Linked DNA regions of Mus musculus: all the other regions are linked to region 1. The links are chromatin contacts, called in public promoter capture Hi-C maps. All regions are on one chromosome and are shown on one strand. The core of a region is the stretch at or near the end of the contact, and the rest is flanking DNA. Distances in the headings are between cores, read along the strand shown. Region 1 holds the start of Zfp661 (zinc finger protein 661). Region 2 holds the start of 4930473A02Rik (RIKEN cDNA 4930473A02 gene). Region 3 holds the start of Ptpra (protein tyrosine phosphatase, receptor type, A). Region 4 holds the start of Vps16 (VSP16 CORVET/HOPS core subunit).

The links. Promoter capture Hi-C pulls out the DNA fragments that hold promoters and counts their contacts. Capture Hi-C pulls out chosen DNA fragments and counts their contacts.
Region 2: a promoter capture Hi-C map of liver shows a contact between it and region 1, with 5 times the contacts expected there. The contact joins the promoter of 4930473A02Rik here to the promoter of Zfp661 in region 1. A contact is called at or near these places in 4 of 39 promoter capture datasets (the C10 cell line, cranial neural crest and liver) and 1 of 9 other capture datasets (liver).
Region 3: a contact with region 1 is called in a promoter capture Hi-C map of liver, with 3 times the contacts expected there. The contact joins the promoter of Ptpra here to the promoter of Zfp661 in region 1. A contact is called at or near these places in 3 of 39 promoter capture datasets (embryonic stem cells and liver) and 1 of 9 other capture datasets (liver).
Region 4: a contact with region 1 is called in a promoter capture Hi-C map of adipose tissue, with 2.8 times the contacts expected there. The contact joins the promoter of Vps16 here to the promoter of Zfp661 in region 1. A contact is called at or near these places in 1 of 39 promoter capture datasets (embryonic stem cells) and 2 of 9 other capture datasets (adipose tissue and liver).

Annotation. Positions count from the first base shown.
Region 1 is chr2:127,582,446-127,587,804 of GRCm38.p6, forward strand. Zfp661 (zinc finger protein 661) reads right to left here and starts at 2,232. Exons shown (of 5, transcript NM_001111029.1): 1 at 2,185-2,232. Mrps5 (mitochondrial ribosomal protein S5) reads left to right here and starts at 4,981. Exons shown (of 12, transcript NM_029963.2): 1 at 4,981-5,040. The coding sequence starts at 4,983.
Region 2 is chr2:130,560,408-130,565,766 of GRCm38.p6, forward strand. It overlaps 4930473A02Rik (RIKEN cDNA 4930473A02 gene), which reads right to left and starts at 3,342. Exons shown (of 9, transcript NR_040348.1): 1 at 3,247-3,342; 2 at 283-516. It overlaps Mrps26 (mitochondrial ribosomal protein S26), which reads left to right and starts at 3,350. Exons shown (of 4, transcript NM_207207.1): 1 at 3,350-3,583; 2 at 3,674-3,820; 3 at 3,901-4,024; 4 at 4,531-4,987. The coding sequence starts at 3,372. The coding sequence ends at 4,650.
Region 3 is chr2:130,446,987-130,452,345 of GRCm38.p6, forward strand. It overlaps Ptpra (protein tyrosine phosphatase, receptor type, A), which reads left to right and starts at 3,292. Exons shown (of 21, transcript NM_001163688.1): 1 at 3,292-3,572. It overlaps Gm52562 (predicted gene, 52562), which reads right to left and starts at 4,584. Exons shown (of 3, transcript NR_165481.1): 1 at 4,549-4,584; 2 at 4,307-4,458; 3 at 799-3,797.
Region 4 is chr2:130,421,040-130,426,398 of GRCm38.p6, forward strand. Vps16 (VSP16 CORVET/HOPS core subunit) reads left to right here and starts at 3,281. Exons shown (of 24, transcript NM_030559.3): 1 at 3,281-3,408. The coding sequence starts at 3,356. It overlaps Pced1a (PC-esterase domain containing 1A), which reads right to left and starts at 3,249. Exons shown (of 7, transcript NM_178762.4): 1 at 2,373-3,249; 2 at 1,774-1,853; 3 at 1,427-1,665; 4 at 1,186-1,336; 5 at 851-1,097. The coding sequence starts at 2,496.

The DNA.
Region 1 (5,359 bases), core at 982-3,481:
CTTCTTTGTGAACATGAATTTTAAAACGTTGGGACAATATGCAGGAGATGAGTCAAAAAGCTAGGAGAAGGTTCTGTGTAGTCACAGGGCCCAGAGGAGCAGAGTCCTGGAAGACAGAACCAATGGATGTGGTGGCGGCTCCATTAGTGCTGAAGTGCTGGAGCTCACCGGTGCTTCCCGAGGAGAGAAGTGAGCTCCGGTTGCAGCTTTACTTATTCTTGGATTTCCAGAAGACTCTTACCCTCTTCAACCTCCCTTTGCTTAAGTTAGCTAACTGGATCTCACTCTCTCACAATGAAGAGTCTAACTAAAGACTGATGGGGTGTGGCGGTGTGTGCTTGCAATCTCAGCACTGCCTTAGCCCAGGCCGGAAGAGGTCAAGGGAGAAATGCAGCAGCTTTCTCTGCACATCTGGGACCTACAGTTTTGATGTGTGTGTGTGTGTGTGTGTGTGTGTGTGTGTGTGTGCTCGAAACTTCACAGGCTGGGAGGACCTGGAGTCTTGAATAGATAGAGGCAGATCGTTATCACATCAAGAACTACTACTGAAATTAGATAGGAGAAAGTCACTTGTGAGCAACACCGTAGAGAACATGAAACCGGAGAAACCAGCAGAGGTCAGAGTACATCAAAAGGTGCTTTGGGCAAGGGGTGATTTCAGCATAGCTGTGTCCTCATTAGTTAAGTTCTTTAGGAAGATCACTGGGACAAGTAGCAAGAGCCTTCAAACACAGACATTCTTAGGTTGGCCAATTCTCTTCGAGAATTTATTTAAGAAGTATAAGAGAATAGTTACAACGGCTTTAATTAACCATCACTAACACGTTATCTTTATTGAAAGTTATCTGCCAGCCAGCTTCCTAAGCACATTACACATATCCTATTTAATCTTTAGGTAATGCAACCAAAATCTGGACTCTCCTAAGCATCTATGACAGACAACTTGATTAAATAATCTATTGTCCAGCGGCTAGACACACTTGGAGCACTACGGAACTCCACCATAACTAGCGTTGAGTGCTTGCTCTCATGAGGCACTATGCTGAGTGCTTTCTATAAAGATAATTTAGTTCCATCGTCATACATCAATAAGAGAGGCACTATTTCACAGCAATTAAGAGAGTCAGGCTTTGTAAAAGGCTGAGGTGGAACTGGGAAAAGTCTGCCTGGAAGCTTTTAATTCTGTTATAATTTACTTTCATTGAAAGATAGCCATAAAGTTAAGCAGATCTTTACCTGCAACACATCCCAGCATCCCGGGAAGCTTGATTCGCGTGACTGAAATTTCACGGAAAACAGAACTATGGTGATATACACCCGTAATGCTAGCACTTGGAAGGCTAAGGCTTAACACAACGCCAGGTTAAGCTACAAAATAAGATCGTATCTCAAATGTAAAAAGAACACTAGGGAAAAGATCACTAGTAAATTGCCAACAACTTCAATGGAGTAACAGACAACTGGCCATCCCACGGACTTCTAGACATCTGACACTTACTGGTGGTTGGAACGAAGTTGTGCTAGTTCGATTTAACGGTGGTCAGAATGTCAACCTCTAGAATTGTTTCTCAAAATTTTGTTTATGTTGACCTCATTTGAGACGCACAAAATATCGTGCTTGGTGGGTCTTACTCTGATACTGTGGGTCTTGTCTGGCCGCAGTATAGTCCCTTCACCCTTATTTCCCACTATTCCTTAACAGTGCACTCCAGTCAATATCATCTTAAAATTGCCTAAAGCCATTTGCGATTTCCTTTGGGGTTTTCTTCACCTCAAATCCGGTATCGTCCAGGAACACCCTATGCTCACACCAGGACATTCCGGTGCAGGCTCAGGGCGAGAAGCTGAAGCAAAGGGAGACGTTTTCTAGGGGACTTGGGAGAGAATGGAGTGGATGCTCCCAGATTTAGCGTCGGTACCATCCACATCCACGTAGCACCCATCATGGAAAGAAGGAACGAAAGGAAGACCGGGATCTCCAACTTGAAAGTACAGGATTCTGACACACAGTGGACATACCCTACGAGGACACTGTCCCCACGGAACCGACACACACCAGAAGGGAAGACTCTCTGTCCACACAGGCCACGCCCACTAACCCTCCCCCAAGTGCCCAGTGTCCCCGTGTCTCCTCCGCCACCGCGTCCACTCGGCTTCTTGAACACCTAGACCCGCAACCCTCACCTTTGGCAAGAGTACTGGGAACCTGCGAACACTCACCGCCTCGTGTCGGGAAGGCAGTGCGCCTGCGCGAAGATCTTCGGCCTCTGAGCTCCAATCATAGTGTTGCCTTTGCATGAACTACACTTCCCAGAAGCATCAATAGCCGGCGCGCCGTGAGATGACGGGTAAAATCCTGCACAAGGTTGCACTCCAGGTCTGTGGTGCTGAAACGGATAGGACCAGGCTCTGACCCTAAACAGCACAAGTTCGATTTCTAGTTCGTTTCCGGTTTGCCAGTGTACCTATTTTTTCTGAAAGCCAGGGTTCCCGTTCTTTCAGTAGACTATCCCAGATGCATGAGCCCAGAAACATACCTGTCGCAGTCTTCCATCAAGAATTCGTGGTGTAGGTTTAATCCCAGATTTGGTAGCATGTCGGAGAATTTACACCCAACTCTGTAGCTGTAATCCTGAATGAGGGTGACCTTCTACCTACTGCTTCAGAGGATACCAGCCAAACAACAGACTTTAAACGTTGTAGCTCAGTCCATTCCCCACCCCACCCCCCTCTCTCTGTGTCCTGAACTCACTATGTAAACCAGGATGGCTTCAAACTTGGAGATCCACCTGTCTCTGCCTCCAAAGACCTGGGCTTTAAGGTGTGCATCACCCCACCTGGCCTCTTTGTATCTCAAAAGCTCAAAAAGGCTACAAAACTTCAAAAAGGAAGCAAAACTTCTAGGGAAAATTCTCAATTTGTGAGGCAAAAAAAAAAAAAAAAAAAAAAAAAAAAAAGGCAACCTTCATTTGGTACTATGAGATCTGGATTTGCCCCCTCTCTGAACCAAAAGACAGGTTTTGGCTTTTCTGGAATTAACTGGATACTGCAGAATATGAATTACAATATTTAAAGAAATAGCCAGGCCAGTCATGAGAAATTAAATGAGGGTCCCAAGCCCATACCATTTGTAATTGAGGGATTAAGGAACACTCTTTTGATAGGCTTAAGAAAGCTCCAGCACTGGGACTTCCAAAGGGATGGGCTGTTTCAACTATACATTACCAAAAAGCAGGGCTGATACCCATTCTCATCTGGCCATTGGGTGGTCACAAATGGTCATACCATACCTGTCTGAACAACTGGATCCTGAAACCCAAGATGACCCCAGTATCTCCAGGGACTGACAATGACTCTTTGATCTCCCATTACTATCTGTACACCCTTCCTAAAACCTTGATCTCTTTGGCTATCAATTAAACCTCTCCAATATCAGTTTTTCTTAAATAGAACCTAGAATTGGTAAAGAAGTAAATTTTTCTACTGAGTAAATACCTACCTTCTGGATGTTACATGTTCATGCTGCTTTCTGGAAGGAAAGTGATTTGCTGAACTCCAAGAGCAGTCCCATCAAATATTGACCACAGGTTTTGTCTCTCGTGCATGGCATCCAGAAACTCTCCAGTGTTGCTATGTCGGCTACAGGGGGCACTAAATGGGTGGCTTGTCAGTAGAGGGAATAAATCATATCACTAGGCTGCCAAGGTCTCAGCACTGCTGTCTAATTTTTGTTGATCCCTTTCGCCTCTGTCAGTCTCATGGATCTCTTGTAAGCCTCGGTCTGCCCCTAAGGCAGTGAAAAGGGCAGCTGTGAAAGGGTTCTTCTGCAATTCTGAAGGATGGCTGCATACAGAAATCCTCAACTATGTTCCCAGAGAGCTTGTAAAAGAGCCCTGTGATACTTTGGTTGGACAAGGTCAGGAGAAACATACAATCACCTCTTCTCAGGAAAATGATTCTTCCAGTCTGCTCCTGAGTTTCTTGGGGGCTGCATGGTATGTGCTCAGACATGGTCACGAACCTGTGACAGATTTGGAGGACATAGTTTACCAAGTCTTGCCACGTCTTCAGCTGCCTATAGGTCTTCATGGATATCCTTACTGAATGAACTAAAGCCTCCCCAGCCTGTGCTGCAAAGACTTACAAAGTAGCCAAGGCACTCTCACAAGCAATTCTGAACTTGCTCAGAGACTGCAGGTGTTTCGAATCATGACCAAGACATTAGGTAGCAAATGTGGCTTGCCCAACAACCACTGCCCTCAGGAAAGGTAGAAGCCTTAAATGATAATCCCAAGAAGCTAATGAAGAAAGCCCCTGTGTTACTTTCTATTGCCGTGACAAAACACCATGACCAGGGCAACACAGAAACAGTTTATTGCAGGCTTAAAGTTTCAGGGGAGGAGTCCAGAACCATCATATGTGACTCATTTGGGCAAGCATGGATAGTGTAAAGCCATGAGCAGGTGGGGTAAAACCCGTGGCCTCGGGCTGGAACATGACTGTGTGTGAACAACCTGTACCATGAATACACAACAAAGGCAACATATGTTTAATAAACTTTGGGCCTTTACGGACTTCCCACACTTTGTCTCATTCACCCCCGGGCTCCTTCCCGATGTTCCCAGACTCTTTCCCGGTTCCGCAGAACTGACTTTGCCAGGTCAAGCCTGCTACTGGTGAGATGTGATCCATTAGGCTACTATCAGAGAAAAGAGCCCAGAGCTAGCCCCGCCCTCGCCCCGCCCCTGCCCGGGGTCCTAGCGCGAGGACCCCTGAGCAGCTGTCCGAGGCTGAGCCTGACTCAGTTTCCTCTGTGGTCCACGAGGGCAGTTTTCCGTGTGCGCTGAATGGTGGCCCTCGAGCCTCAGCACACCTCTCTGCGCTGACGACGAACTTGTGACAAGGCGCGGTCGCAGCTCGTTGCTGCAGGCGGTGAGGAAGGCGGTTCCAGAGACAGGCGGAGTCGCTGCTCCGGCTCCAGCATGGCGGCGGCCGTACGCGCTGCAGGCTGTCTCCCTGCATTGTGTAGCTTGCAGGCAGGTGAGCCCTGGGACCCGGACCGAAAGCGCGCGCGAGCAGGGGTCTTTCCCTCGGGTCTGTCGAGTCTAGGCTCCAGGAACGCGAGAAGTCGCCGAGTCCTTGATCTCAGTCTCCCATTCGGGTCCGGCCGGCTGTGTGACCTTGCGCGCCTTCTGTCCCTCTCTGGTCGCGCCGTTTGAGAGTATAAGGAGTGAACTGGGCAGTGTGCTTTCGGCCAGGGAGACCGTTCAGGCCCACTCTGTGAGGAGGAGCGAATGTAGCAAGCATAGTCTGTGGTTCATAGGGTGATGTCAATCCCTGTCTCGAGTCAGAGTGCCGC
Region 2 (5,359 bases), core at 2,092-4,591, 3.0 Mb after region 1:
AGCAAGTTGTCCCTGGACCTCCCATGGCACATGTGCACACACACACACACACACACACACACACACACACACAACACAATAAAGTTTTCACAACAAATATCTATTTAGATGCAGAGTCAATTTGCAAATTCAAAACAGATCCAGTTAGACTTGTGTCAGCGTTCCATCAAGCTTGGTGCACTTGGACATTGAAGAGGAAAGTGAACACACATTTGAAACATGTCAAGATGGTTGAGGCAGCTTCTACAGAAAACAGGGTGATTGTAAGTTCTGTAAACTCACCGCAGTGTCCAGGTCAGGGGACAAAACTAGCTCTTAGGTGTTTCTTAGCCCTTAAGAAGTTAGTTAGAGTCCAGAACATGGGGTTGGAGCCATAGCAGTTGGCCGAACGCCTGCTTGGTGTGTAGAGAGCCCTGCGTTCAGTCTGCAGCACTGAATGAGCTGGCCATAGTGGTAACCGCTGCCATTCCAGCTGTCTTGATATGGAACAAAGAGGCTCAGAAGTTTGAGACCAGCCTGTTAGAGAAAAGAAAAGAGATTTCCAAAAAAGTTCCTTGTGGGTTTGTTCCCAGTATGTCTCTATGGTAACCTGTTAGTGAAGTTAAGAAGCTCATGGCAAGGCCTGTGTACCGCTTTGAACATTTGGTAGCCATTTTACATTTTTGTTTTTTAGTGTGTGCGTGTGCACACATGTACGCGGGCACATGTATGTCACATGTGTAGGCCAGAGAACAAATGGCAGGAGTTCTCCCCTTCCAGCATGTGGCTTCCAGGGCTTAACTCCATGTCCCCAGGCTTGACAGAAAATGCCTTTGCCCTATGAGCGGGTCCATTTTAAATTTTTGAAAAAGATTTATTTGTCTGGAGAGATGGCTCAGTGGTTAAAAGCTCTGACTGTTCTTCTAGAGGATCTGGGTTTGACTCTTAGCACCCACTGGTAGCTCAACGTCTGTCTGTAACTCCAGTTCCAGGGGATCTGACACCCTCACACAGACATACATGCAGGCAAAACACCAATGAACATAGAAAAATAAATCATTGAAATTTTATTTTTTAAATCTGGTTTTAAAAGTTTTTTGTTTTTTTTTTACTTATGTGCCGTATGTACACATGCATGTGAGTGTCCCCAGAAGCCAGAAGAGAGCGTTAGACCCCTAGGAATTGAAGTTGCAGGCCATTCTGAGCTACCTGATGTGGATGCTGGAAACCAAATCCAGGATTTCACTGCTGAGCCATCTCTCCAGCCCCATTCTGCTTTGTGTTTCAACCTCCGATTCCTAGGAAGATCTAAGATGGGGGAGCATTTGTCCAGTGACCTTAAAAGCCAACAGCAACTTCATATTTGTTCATAGAACATTGTGGGAAGGGGTTTGAGTAGCAACTTGTACCTCCCTGTTTCAAGATATCACTGTACCTTGGTATGGTGGCACACACTATCTTAGCACCCTGGAGGTAGATGCAGGGGTATTGCTACAAGTTCAAGGCCAGCCTTGGCTTTGTTAGAAATATAAGGCCAGCAAATAAGAAAGACCCTGTTTGAGGGTTTTTGTTTTAAAGATATCACTGGATTTGACACCAGAGGAAATAGAATGGCCTGATCGTTAAATCCAGGAACCATCTGAATAGGGTCCTACAGTCACCTGGAATCACCTCATTCATAGTTTACCCCTTGGTAAATGAGGAGGCTTCCGTCCCTCCAGCTCTGTGCCTCTACCCATGAAGTGCCCAGAAAAGCCTCCTTTCCTGGCTTCTGCCCTCAACAATTCTATCTTGCCACTTTAGCAGGGAGGGTCAGTGAATGGAAACAGTTACTTTCATCACCACTGCATACCAGTCCACATCCCCATCAGGCCAAAGAAAGAGGGCAGAAAACCTGCCTTCTAGTTCTGTAGCATTATCTACTCAGAGTGACTCCACACTTTCATCTACCTTAGATCTAAATCTCTTACATTTATGAAACCTTCTAAAAGGATGGGTGCACCTGACTAGCGAGAGGACTTCAGAGCCAGCAAGGTTAGGGAGCCTCTAGGGAAATGGCCCATACCCTAGAATATTCTCTTGGCCTAGACACTTAAGTTATCTGAGATGAGTTGCCGGTTGTCTAGGGTGACCCTGAAGAAGAAAGGGTTAGGACAGGTATGGTGGCATATGCCTTTAATGCCAGAATTTAGGAGGCAGTGGCAGGTGGATCTCTGTGAGCCTGATCTACACTGTAAGTTCCAGGCTAGACAGAGCTATCTAGTGAGACCCTGCCAAAAAACAAAACAAAAACAAAAACAGGGTGGGAGTGTCAGGTTCCCTGACATTCGGAGCAACCCTGTGGTACTCCAGGGTAGGGCAGCAGTAATGCCCTGGTTTCCACAGACCATCCATCCTGGATCCTCCAGGGCCCAGCAATGGTCTTATGGCCGGAACCCTGGAGGAAAACCTGTCACCAGCTTGCCCCCAGGACTCCAGAGTACACTCTGGCATCTCATCTCCAAAGCCTGACTGAGAGAAAGAAAGTGCAGACTGGGCCTCCACCAAGCCTGGAAGTTGAGAGCAGGGTTTAAGCAGCCTCTGTTCTCTTCTGAGAAAATGTCTGTTATTGCACCCAGTCCTGGCTCCTCAGACACTCCCAAGTGTCCTGGAAGTGCAGGACCATGGCCTGGTGTTCTCTGCAGAATCTGGTCTAGACAATACTAATGAGTGGGGTGAAAGTTCAGTTCCCCAGTACTCGGGTCAGCTTCTGATTTCCAACAACTCTCCTTGCTGGAGAGGCAGAGGGGAACGAGCTACTTCTGAGACAGATGCTCTCTGCCCTGCTGCACTGCTGTTTCTCTTCAGTTGGAGAGGAAATTGTACTTCATAAATAAGAGTAGTCTCGAGGTGGGAAGACCCCGGGTCAGGTGGAAGAGGACAAGGGTCACCTCACAGGTCGCCCAGTTGAGAACAAGTTGTCACTGATACTGAGAACTCTGGCAACTGCAGAGCTCCCCCAAGACCACAGCAGGGCAGTGCAGTGCAAGGAAATGGTTTGCAAATCTAAAGTTTAAAGTAGCCAGGAACTCCAAATTTCTTGCATCAGGTCTGGGAGGGTAGACAGGCCATCGGCGGGCCAGAGAGCCCCAGAGCCACACACTTGGGACGGTGTCCAAACTTGTGAACAAGTGGGCAGAGCGTCCTGCGGTGTAGCTGTCTTTAGCGGGCGACGCAGCCCAGCAAGCTGTGGGTCTCCAAGGTGCCCCTCGACCCCTCCCACTCTACCCGAGAGTCCGGACGTGCATTGGACCAGACAGCAAGAGCTCCGCCCAACAGGGACGAGGACAGGAGGCTCCCGTGGTGCTCCGCGGCCACTTCCGGGCCGGGCGCAGGCGCAGGCGCTGGCTGTCATGTTGCGCGCTCTGAACCGCCTGGCGGCGCGGCCGGAGACTCGGCCCCCGACCCCGCTGCTCCTGCCCGTGCGCGGCCGCAAGACCCGCCATGACCCGCCTGCCAAATCCAAGGTCGGACGGGTGCAGACGCCTCCCGCCGTGGACCCTGCGGAATTCTTCGTGTTGACCGAGCGCTACCGACAGTACCGGGAGACCGTGCGCGCTCTCAGGTGCGTGTGCTTGTGCGTGTGGAGGGCAGACGCCCTTCGGGAAGGGCCGGGGCCGAGGGTGGGTGCTGACTCGAAGCCCGTCCTCCCCAGGCTAGAGTTCACGTTGGAGGTGCGAAGGAAATTGCACGAGGCCCGAGCCGGGGTTCTGGCCGAGCGCAAGGCGCAGCAGGCCATCACGGAGCACCGGGAGCTGATGGCCTGGAACCGGGACGAGAACCGGCGAATGCAGGAGCTACGGTGCGAGAGGCCCGGGACTGGGTGGGCTGGGCTAGGCTCATCTGTGGCCCCGCTCACCCTCGGCGTCTTGCCCCTCGCAGGATAGCGAGGTTGCAGCTGGAAGCACAGGCCCAGGAGGTGCAGAAGGCTGAGGCCCAGGCCCAGAGGGCTCAGGAGGAGCAGGCTTGGGTGCAACTGAAAGAGCAAGAAGTGCTCAAGCTGCAGGTGGGCATGCAGGAGGTCATGGGGAATGTGGACATTGGAGACCCCAGCAAGGGAGGCTGGGGGGGGGGGGGGGGGATGACAGCACTGGGCGTCAAGTGACCAGAGTCTTCAGGAGGCTTCTCCATCAGCGCAGAGGGTATGCCTCGCAGGCAATGGTCAGTAAAAGGTTACAGGCTAGTATTGCCTTGTGAAACTTGAAGTCAGGGAAACCGTAAGTGAGAATGGAGCGCTTTTTAACACGTAAGAGGGATTCATGCACTTGAGAGAGTCCACCCACCTCTAATCAGGTTGTCACGATTTGTTCTTGGGTTGTGGCCGAGAGATCTGATGGGTGATTGTCCAAGGAAGAGCAATATGATGGTCGAGGTCACCTAGTACAGTTGTGCTGGACGATTGGTGGGACACTCAAAGAGACCCTGGGTTCTTTTGACACCCGTGGACTAGAGACAGTGCAGGCAGCCAGCTCTGGGAGAGATCCCACAAAGCCAACCTTTCTCTTCCTGTAGGAGGAGGCAAAAAACTTCATCACTCGGGAGAACCTGGAGGCACGGATAGAAGAAGCGTTGGACTCTCCGAAGAGTTACAACTGGGCCGTCACCAAAGAAGGGCAGGTGGTCAGGAACTGAGCACAGAGACTTCTGGGGGCCCAAATAAGCACAGTGCTTGCCTAGGGTCTGTGTACTGGGATAGGAATTGGTACATCCCAGGAGGATGGCTCAGCCGTTTCCAGAGCAACCTCAGTCACTCCAGGCTCGGCACTCACCACCTGACTGGGAACTCCCAGATGTCCCTGTTCTGGCACCACAGACAAACTCAGGGCAGCATTAAACTCTGGGAAGTTCCTATCGCACAGAGGATCGGACTGGACTGTGTCCCCTCTAGAAGCCAAGCTTGTCTTGTAAGTCTCTTGGAGTCGTGTGAGCCAAATGTTTCCTGCTTTTATAAATAAAGTATTGGAGCCCAGTCTTGCCCATTTACTGGCTATAGTTACAGTGCTAATGAAAGAGGAAAGTAGTTACACCAGATGCTAACTTGCTTGTAAAATCAAAGGCGTTTGTCCCTAATTATTTGAGTCTTTAGGTTTCTAGCCAGAAGCAAGTTTCACCTAACTGAGCTATGAGTTAGGTACCTGCTTTGCTCAATCCTGGGATTTTCTGGCTAGGGTCTGGTGTGTCCAAGATCCAGGAAGCAAAAAGGGTGCCCTGTTTCTCCTGATGGCTCTCCAGCAGTGACTTCTGTAACCAGGCCCTGTCCTGATCTATCATATTTTGAACTACTCAGCAGGTGGTAGACTCCCAAGCTAAACCTGCTTCTTCCAGTCAGTTGCTGCCCTTC
Region 3 (5,359 bases), core at 2,042-4,541, 2.9 Mb after region 1:
CTTCAAATCCAGCCTGGGAAAGACCCTGTCTCAGTAACACAAAGAACAAATTACAGACATCAGGATAATTCTCCCCTAAATATTAGAAAATGCATTTCATAATACTTAACTGTCTTAACTGGCCTAGTTAAAGTTTCTATTGCTGTGATAAAACGCCATGACTAAAAGCAACTTGGGGAGGAGAGGATTGATTTAACTTGTTCTTCCACATCGCTGTTTATCACTAAAGAAAGTCAGGGCAAGAACCTAGAGGCAGGAGTTGATGCAGAGATTATAGATGGTGCTACTTACTGGCTTGCTCATAATGGCTTGCTTGGCCTGCTTTCTTATAAAATTCAGGACCACCAGTGCAGGGATGGCACCACCCACAATGGGCTGTGCTCTTCACTATCACAAGTTAAGAAAATGTTCTACAGCTAGGTCTTAGGATGGCATTTTCTCAATTGAGGTTCTCTCCTTTCAGAAGAGTCTAGTTTGTGTCAAGTTGACATTAAATTAGCCAGCATATAAACTATAGAGTTATTTGCAGCTATTTTCCTTGTGTGTGTGTGTAAAATGAAATAATGAAATACACTGAACTTTTTGTTGCTGTTTTCTTAGAAATATTTTTCATACACTATATTTTGATCATGTTTCCCCTCCCCCCAACTCCTTCCATATCCTCCCAACCTTCTACCCATTCAACTTCATGTTTCTTTCTCTCCCTTCGTTGGGGGGAGGGGGTAGAAGCAAAAAACGGAAAATCGAAACTTTAAAAAAATCAGTAAAGCACACACATACAAACAAACAAAAGTGGAGTGTGATTGATTATACCCAGTGACACTTTAATTAAAAGAACTAATTTTCCCTTTCCCAGCACTAGTCAATTGCAAATAGCTTCTTTGTTGGAAATAAGACTTTGTATCTACTTACTCATTTCAGGAAATTTATAGATATTAAAGGGCACATTTACTGAGTTTTCACAAGTTTTCACTTATAAATATTCATATCTAAAAATTAGGATTGGGTTCTTGGGGGCTAACTAAAACAGAATACTTGCTAAATTTGTATGAGCCCCCAAGGTCTTCATCCCTGCAAAATAAAAGTCAAAAGCAGAGCTGTTGTTGTTTCAAGTTCTTACTTGCACAACTAAAATTAGTATAAAATATCTTCCTCCTTGAGAATTGTACAAGCAGGCCTGTGTCAGTGGTCTGGGATTGGATCAAGTCCTATCTAAGGGTTTGGGTTAGGATTTAAGCTTGGGGCCAAGTATGGAAGAGCTTCTAGATTAAGTTACCCATGGTGGCCATAGAGTAGATGAGGTCAGAGAGCCTGCCTGGTCTTAGTTACAGAACTTCAGCAAATGACCCTCAGAAGATGGGCAGTAAGTAGCCTGGGAAGGTGCTTGGTTTTCATTTATTTCAATTTTCGTATTTCTTGGCTTCATTTTCACCTTGGCACTTTAGTGAACATTCTTGTTAGTCTATTACCCATGTCCACCCCAGAATGTTTGCTCCTGAGAGTTGACATCTCTGACTTACTCTGAGAGGTGTCCAGTGCATGATCTGCATTCAGGACATAGAGAACAACTCATTGCTTCATTTACTAGACAGAAAGGTAGGCAGGGAGGGGAAGTGACTTGGACTTTTGAGGGGAAATGGGGCTCCTTTAATCCTATCCTTCAGCCCTGCTATTCCAGTTCTTACCTGCAGGCACCAATGCAGCAGAGAACAGGGAGCTCCCACTTATCTTTCTCTTGGTTCCTTTTTTTCTATTTTATTTTTCTTCCAAGATGGCTCTTGATTGTGCTAATGGGGTAGGGAGCTCTGAAAAGGACCAGGAGTCATAGGTTAACTGTAAATAAGAAAAATTTCAAAAAAATTAAAAAAACAAAAAACCCCAAAACAAAACAAACAAACAAACAAACAAACAAAAAACCGAAAGAAAGAAAAAGAAAGAAAAGAAAAAAAGTTTGCTGGTAGGGTTTGCTCTAAAGCCAAGAGGCTGCTTTCTTAGCCAAGAACCAGTATTTTTCAGATTTGTTTTGTTCTGTGTTGGTCTTGTTTTGTAAAGTATTGTGTTCTAGTGAAAGACCCAACTTTTCATTTGGTCACTTTTCAATTTGCTGTGTATTTGCATCCCTGATAGACTTTGTACTTTCTAGGAAATGGGCTTCTGGAACTTGTAGGAGGAGCGGACCTCATTGGCAGGAGTCTGACATTTAGGAGACAGGATAGAGGTCTTGTAGACTGTCACTGAGATGGCCCTGAGGAGGGAGATCAAGAGTCACAAATCTTAACTCAAGGAGAGGTTTTTACTACCCAGAGGGAGGAAGTTTAAAGAAGGCCCGCTTCAACGCACATTTGCAGGTCCTGGCTCTGGTCTGCGCACACTTACTTATTCAACAAATAAAGGAAGGGTGTTTGCATAGAGTTCTAACTTGGCGCCCTAGGTCTAGCAGCATCCAAAGTGCTCTAAACTGAGGACTGCTACCTTCCGAAAAAATCGACTTATGGTTCCTAGAAGCTAGATGCACAAAGAACGCTGTTCGCTTCCCTGGTCTCTCTCAGCGCTTTCAATCTTCTCCTGACCACTATGCATGTATCAAGAAGTATCTCCCCGCTCGCTGCGGAGCACCGTGTGCTGTGCTTCCATCCAGCTCTAGAGAATCAGGCCCAGCTTGCACATCTGGAAAGCAAGAGAGATTTCCCTAGGGTTCGGGTGGGGATGATGTGGGCTGGTTTATTTAAGATGACATACTCAGAGCTAGACCGGTCCTAGGTACTAGGCAAATTCTTCTCGCAATTACATCCTTTAAGTGCCTTACAACTAACTCTCTCTCTCTCTCTCTCTCTCTCTCGTGTGTGTGTGTGTGTGTGTGTGTGTGTGACAGAGAGAGAGAGAGAGAGAGAGAGAGAGAGAGAGAGCGAGAGCGCGAGAGAGGCAGAGGCAGAGGCAGAGGCGCGGGGTGTGTTAGAGAGAGGATCACATTTGGAGAAGGATGGAGATGGCTTTCGAGTGCCTGAGTTCACCAGTTGGTGTGGCTTGTGCCTGGTGTCAGTTTCCTCATCTGTAAACAAGGAAAAAAGCCCATGCCCGGGGGCCTAGGACCGTGACTAGGTGGGAGACGTGTGCCAGGGGAGGATAGGGAGCGTCCTGTCCTGTTACCCGGAGACCCCCAGTGCGCCCGGGGAACTCCGCGGCGCAGCGGGGCGCGCAGGGGTGGGGCTCACGGAGGCGGAGACGCCCGCCCGGCGTCAGCGAACCAGCGCCCGCCTCTCAACGGCCAATGACGAAGCGCCTTACAGCCCAGGCCGCGACGGGAGAGAGGCTGCGGCGAGTGAGGCGCTGACAGGGACTCGCGGGGGCATCTTGCACAGACCCCTGGACCACGCCGCCATCGCAGCCTCCAGCCCAGTCCTCTCTCTGCCGCTTCTCCTCGCCATGGAGGCGAGGCCGCCGCCGCCGCCGCGGGGCTTCGAGCAGCGGACCGGGCGGCGGCCCTGAGGGGAGCGGCGGGCCGAGACGCCGCCGCGGTCCTGAGGCGGAGCTGCCGTGCGCGTCCCCCGCGGTCCCGCCCAGCGCCGGGCTCGGTAAGCGTTCGCGCCTGCCGCCGTCGGGAGGGCTCGGGGAGGTGGGGTGGCTCGGCCGCGCGTGGGAGCGGTCCCTGGATCCTATCCTGGAGGAGCGCCTCTGGCTTGTGCATCCTGGCACCGTGGACAGGGGGAGGGGGTCCCGGAAACGTGCGGGACACAGACAGGCTGGAACTTTGCGGACGTCCTCCTCCGGCCCGGGCCAGGGCGCTGCCGTAGTTCATTCTGAAAGAAAAAAACTTTGAGCAGCGAAAATGGGATTTGCTCAGGTCCATTTAATGGGAGGAGATAGGTGGCACACGCAGTGACCATCCCACCTCCCACCTTCCCCTTAAGACCCCTTCCTGGTCCTACTCCCAGGCCCCTCTCTGCCGCCCATTCCCAACTGTTGTGTATGCTTAAGAAGGAAAATATGGACTTAAGCTACCCAGAATTCAAAAGCAGCCACTTGGGAACGCACATCTCCTGTGTTTACTTTCAGTAATTCTTAAAAATTGCCACGGGGGGGGGGGGTTGAGCCCCTAATATTTCCTAAAAATAACAACTACAGAGGCAGAGATGATCCTGTCTATTAGAGGGTTTTGTTGTTGATAGTGATGATATTTGTAGGACAAGCAAAAAAATGTTCCAAACCCTCTTGGACAGAGTGTGATGTCGGCCGAAGCCCTTGGCTAGGATAGGGAATTTCTGTTGAAAACCAGCCTCATGTCCCCGGCTATGGCACCACTTGTTACCTGCTAACTCTTGAAGCAGCCAGAGAACCAAAAGATGGTGGATGAGGAAAGACTGGGACAGGATGAACATCTTTCTGTCTGGATACTCCTTTCGAAAACGTAGATCAGACGCTGTCATTTGTGTGCTTAAAAACTCCTTCACTTTCCTTCCTCTGTGAATGAGATGGAGGAAAACCCAGATGCCTTACCGTTCCCTACAAGGCTCTTGGCAGTCCTTCCTGAACTTAATCTTTGATGGTTACCTCAGTCCTCTCATTCTCCTTTCTCTTCCACGCTGTGTTTAGCCATTCGGAGCGGCTCGGCCACCCCCTCATATGTGGGAGGGTTTTGCTTTCAGGGTCCCCCTTCTCACCCTTCCTTGCCTGGTTCCGGGCCTTCCTTGTTTGAGAAGCTTCTTGCGGACCGGCTTCTTCTGGGTCCTGTTTAAGACTTCCCTGATAGAATTCGTCCTAGTTATCTTGAAGCCCCTCAACCACCTCCCAAGAGAAATGTTTCCTAGTGTTTCCTGGCAGCCTGCTTGGAGTGTGGGTTGCCCATACCGGGACTTGCAGACTCTGATTCTCTATGTCTACACGGCTGTCACACCTGGGAGAAACTGGCAGGCTTCCCAAAATCTTACCTGCTTCTCAGCATCTGCCTGACTATCCCTGAAAAGCCAACAACTCCTCAGTTACCTTTCTCCTCTCTCTGCCCCAGTGGCCCCATGGTCAGATCCAGGAGACTTTTGACTAGGTACCTTTTAACCACTGATCATTATCTGGGTGAATACAGAACCAGAAAAGCAAACCCCTTGGTTTAGTGCATTCATATACCACCTATTTGCCAGCCACAGTACTTGAGATGCAAAATGAAAGTGAGAAAGTCATATTCTTATCTTTGAGAAGATTACAGACCAATGGGAGACAGGTGGATATAAACAGTTACATCATAGGTGCTACTAGAGTAATAATAATTGCTGTTTTCTGTGTGCCTGTGACAGGCTATATAATAAATGCCTTACATGAATTATCTTGTTTAATCTTTTCAGTAATTATAAGGGCTCATTCTGACTCT
Region 4 (5,359 bases), core at 2,031-4,530, 2.8 Mb after region 1:
TACCCTATTGCTGTGACAAACAGCATCTAAGATGACTCATGCCTCCAATTCAACAACCACTGTACTCCTGGTGCTAAAGTACAGCACATTTGTGTAGGCACAGGGTTCAAGTGACCTAAAGCAAGGGAGAAGTAGATGTGGAAATAAGCCATGCTGTTTCCTTTGTGGGTAGGCAGGGACTGAGAGATTAACAAGCAAACAATCTATAGCAGAAAACATCTCAGGAGGGATGCAACTAGAGTAGTATCCCAAAACCAGCCGAAGAAGTGGGACTAAGGGACCTACAGCAGTGACTGCTGTGGGTCCCAGCTTACTGGGACCCTAAGTTGGAGTTGAGGCTATCAGCTATTGTCTACTAACCCCACCACCTTGGGACTTGCAAAGACACTGTAGGTTACATTGTGTCACTGCTGAGCAACCTGCTAGCTCACTGTACCTTTTACTTCTCTGATGAGCTTGCCTCTGCAACACTGCCTAGACCATCTTTTTTCCCTATCTGTCTTCCCACTTCCTATTCCTGGGATTACCTGGAAGCAGTCTCATTTCTTTTCCATTTATCTATTGATCAGGGTCTTCTGACCCTGCCTTTTACAATCAGTACCTGCGCATGCATGTCCATTCAGGTAAACAGGAAGAATCACAAAGCTGAAGAACTGTTAGTTGAACAGCCACGTGCTCCCTGTGATGTAACCCTTCTCAGGAAACGAGAAAGGAACATTCAGGAGCTACAACTGTTCTTCAAGAGGTCCCCTACTTTCTACAAGTACTTCAGTCCCATTTAGTTCTTTGTGCCTTGTGCTCCAAAGGTCCTACCTACACCAATACCCAACCAGTCTATGGGAGGGCTTACCTGGCAGCCGGTCATGTTTGGGCAGCTCCACACCCCAGGCATCGGCCACGTGGGCCAGAAGTAAGTGCGAGAGGTGGCGGTGTGCATGCTGGTCCCAATGGACACCATCTCGATGACGGTGACGGACAGCATGCCGGAAATGGAAGTGGAGATCTAGGACGTCGAAACAGTGTTTCCCGGCTAGTGTAGCGCTGTAGAAGTTCCCCTCAACCACATCCTGTCGCAGAGACACTGCCAGGGGCTGGAGCTAATTGACAAAGTGGAGTCTCTAAGAGGGTCTCCTAGCTGCCGGCCAGCCACTCTATCCCCTGTCCGGAAGGGTCCCGGTCACTCACCTCTGGCAGGAGGAAACCCCCAGTGACACGTTCCCCCAGAGGCATTGCCAAGTTCCACACCAGCAGACAAGAGTCTGGTAAAACCTGGTCCATTCGTACAAAGACTCGTTCCAGGTTCTCCCTGTAGCTCTCCATTGAGCAGCGGCCATATCTGTTGGGTAACACTTAGGGTGGGCAAGAGCACAGGAGTGCTGCCATACCTCCACCTCCAACCAGTATTTCCCTCTCCCCCCGCCTGAACCTGGAGAGATCCCAGAGGCAGGAGTTGATGATCACTAGGTCAGGGGCAGGTCCATATGACAGCTCCTCCAGGATGTCCTCAAGGTACTCGGAGTAAACTCGGGTGAGGAAGTAGAAGCGCACAAGGTGGTGGCCAGAGCCAGAGCAGAACTGGCGGACCTCGCGGTACTGTGTCCCGTTGTGCAGCTCTCCCAGCTGGCCCCCAGCCACCAGCTGGTCCTGTTCAAAGCTCAGCTCCCCCTGCCCACCCACCCCACCCGATGGTCAGATCCATGCCAGGTAGGTGGTCCTTTTCAGGCCAGGGTCTGCACCCACCCAACACTGGCATGGCTGCCAAGCTTCTCTCACCTTGGCTTTTAACTGGGAAGCTGTGAGCAGTGTGTCTTTCTGGAGCAGAAGCACCAGGTCCTTATACACAGCTCTTTGGACTGCAGGGAGACAGGGATCCCAAGGTTAAGGTCGGCCTCACCCCCTCCCAGAGTTTCCCAAATGAAGGCCTTTGTTTTCCAGGGATTGACTCTCCAACAGCAGCTCTATGGAGGGTTGGCTTAGAGAAGAAAAGACGAGATTTTAAAGCCCTAGCTCTGCTCTTTCCAGCTATTTCCCTCTCCTCTAGCTTATGTACAGCGACCAAAGACCAAATGGCAAAATTAAGTTGGTCCCATCCCTAGGAAAACACACAACATAGCCCACAGGTCCTTTTAAGAAAATCATGAAGGGCAACAACAAATAAAGATGCCACACTCATGGGCTAAAAAATAGTGCACAAATGATATGCCGGGGCACCCAGGGAAGGTACATAGGGAATTTAAAAAAGAAAAAAATGCAGTCTAGTGTCCTGAAACAGAGTAAGAGATGGAGAAGTCTGAAATGGAGATGTGGCGTGCAGACAAAGAAAAGGTTGAAGATACAGGGCGGTGAAATGTCATCCTAGAGTGGTCACTCACTGGAGTCCCCCAAAATGACCACGAACTTGTTGTGTAGCAGCTGCTGGACTTCTGAGGCATGGAAGTGGACCATGGCGCTTCCCAGCAGGCGGTGTGGCATCTCGTTTTCCAAACAGAAGACCATGCTGCCACTGACACCAGCTGCAGGGAGAGGCCAATAAGCTGACAGAGGGCAGGGACTCTAGGTAGGTCCGGTCTGTTCCAAGATGACCCATGCGCGCTGGCCCCTCCCTGGCTGCTCTGTGTAATGGGGAGGAAAGTGGGAGCGGCAAGGCGAATCCCAACACGGCAGCAGCCTTTATCACACTCGGAGGGAAGAAGGGTCACTTGGGCCGTAGTCTTAGACTACAGCGCTTCGCGCGCGCAGAGACGCCTTTGCCCTGCCACGTGTCAACGGCGGCCCCGCGCGTGCGCATTCGTCCGCTCGCGCCAGTTACCAAGTCTCTCGGGGGCTCCAGGGATTCACGGGCCAGTAGGGCAGGCCCAGGTGCCGTGCGACAGCGTCTCGGCAGCGATGTCCTGATCTAGAGTCAATGATCCCATGCCCCTGGAGAGCGGTGGGTTCTGCAAAGATCCCGCCCCACAGAGCCCGGGTGCCCAGGTTAGCTGTAGGTACGCAGCTCGACGCCCAGCGCTCGCCATGCGTGCGCTACGGTGGTCCAGCCAACGCCTCCAGCATCTGTGCCTCAGATGCTCATGGCTCCCACTTTCGGTCACCCGTGTCCCGCCCTATGCGATCCCCAACGCCGGAGGAGTCAGAAAGGCAGCGAGGTTGGCCGCTGTGGAGGACAGAAACCAGGGCTAGGTCCACTCGGGCCGCCGCGCCGAGGGCAGGACGATAGCTCAGCGTAGCTTGCCCACAGTTCTGATGGCCGCTAAGGCGGCCTCGTCACGTGACCCCGAAGGGCGGAAGCGGAAGTGCGGCCTGAGCTTGCGCTAGGCGGGTTTTTCCTCGGCGACTCTTGCCGCCAGCTGTACTAGACATGGACTGTTACACTGCGAACTGGAATCCACTCGGGGACTCTGCCTTTTACAGGTGAGCTGCCCGACGCCCCACCTTCCGTCCCACAGCCCAGCTTACCTTGCTTGTCTGCTGCTGGCTTGAGCCTCCCGGCAGAGCCAGCAATGCTCGCCCCGGCCACTACGCGTGCTGGCGTCCGTCCCTATGGCGGCTCGCCTGAGCGTCTGCCACTTTACGCACTTTAGGGGCAGCAATCTGGTCCTTCCTTTGCGCCAACTGAGGCAAGCTGAGAAGCCACCCCTAAACCGAGGTCTGTTGGCCTCCGGAAGGATGCTTAGATCACGTAGAGGGAGGCCGCCCCGCGGCGACAGCGAGTGCCAGTCTCCTTCCGGAAACTGCTGAAGTCGGACCACAGGGGCTCTCACAGGAAGGCGGGATCGCCACAGCGGGCGGGGTGACAGTACTGACCAAAGCTGAGAAAAGGGGATGAACCGCTTTTCAGTCTTGGGGCACTATTAATGAGGAACCCGAGGCAGTGGCAACTCACCGGGGTTGGAGTGCCCTTAGCTGTGGGTCTTTCTCAAGGCTAAAACTAGTAACGTGATTACAATGGTTACCGTCTCGTTGGCTTTATTTCTTTTTAAGATATAAAGTACAAACTGCTTGTGGAGCGCTCATCAATTGGTCAGCCTACATTTGTCACTCTCTGAGTGGTTTCCAACTTAACCTCAATCATCCTCAATCCGTGGGTGTACCAGCTTCACAGAATTAATTGCAGGACCTCATCACACCAGGCAATTCCATGGCTTTGTGTTTGCACAGTTCTATAGTCGCTTCTATGGGCATTGCTATTTTCCTCTTTATCACCCTGAAGAATGTTGCTCATCTTTCAGGACCTGCTTGGTTTTCCTACAGTAGAATCCTTTTATGCCTCACAAAGGTCCAGTTGTAGAGTCTTATCATATGTGGCACACGAGGGCAGTGTTGGTATGAGTTTCTCGTGCTAAGCTCTTGAAGGCTAAGAATACTTCTATTTCCCATGCATATTTAGGCTAGTGCCTGTTACCTAATAGTTGGTCAGCCTTTGGTGGCCCACGCCTCTTAATCCCAGCACTCTGAGATTCAGGCCACCCTGCTCTATAGCTCAGGCCAGACAGGGCCACATAGTAAGACCCTGTCTTGAAATAATAACAGAAACAAGCAAAACCTAATCATTACCCAACAAAATGGTAAAGAATGTTTTATTGATGTACCCGAAGATCACAAAGACATTGCGTTGGCGTCTTATTTCAATAGAAGACTTTGAGCCGGGCGGTGGTGGCGCACACCTTTAATCCCAGCACTTGGGAGGCAGAGGCAGGTGGATTTCTGAGTTCAAGGCCAGCCTGGTCTACAAAGCGAGTTCCAGGACAGCCAGGGCTATACAGAGAAACCCTGTCTCGAAAAAACAAACCAAAAAAACCAAAACAAAACAAAACAAAAAAACCCAGAAGACTTTGCTTCTGCTCATAGCCAAACTTTTAAATGGAATTGTGTTGTTTGCAATGTAATGCATTTTCTAGACAGAGGATGCCTTGTGGTAATTTCTAGAGCTCTGTTACATTTGTTTAGTCATGATTTCTCTTAGACACATGTACAATATGAAGCAACTGAAAATACTAATGAGCAGAGTGTGGTGTCCCATCCACAACCTCATATAACACATAGCCCTTGGCATGTGGAGGCTGGAAGACTAGGATTGCCAGTTCAGCCTTAGATGGATATATATCAGAGGCCAGCCTTGGCAAGATGAGACTCTGTCCCCAAATACATATTTAAAAGGCTAAAAAATAATAAATATAAAATATTAGCTATTGTAAAAATACCTGTTGCTTACCCAGACTTTTAAAATCAGAGCATAAGGAAGATGACCACATTACGACAGAGCTCCTCTTGTTTACTCTATGGAGAGTCAGCTTCATGGGTAGATAGGTAATGCTTCAGAAGATGTGAGTGAGTCACAGAAGTGCTGGACTCAAGAAGGGCC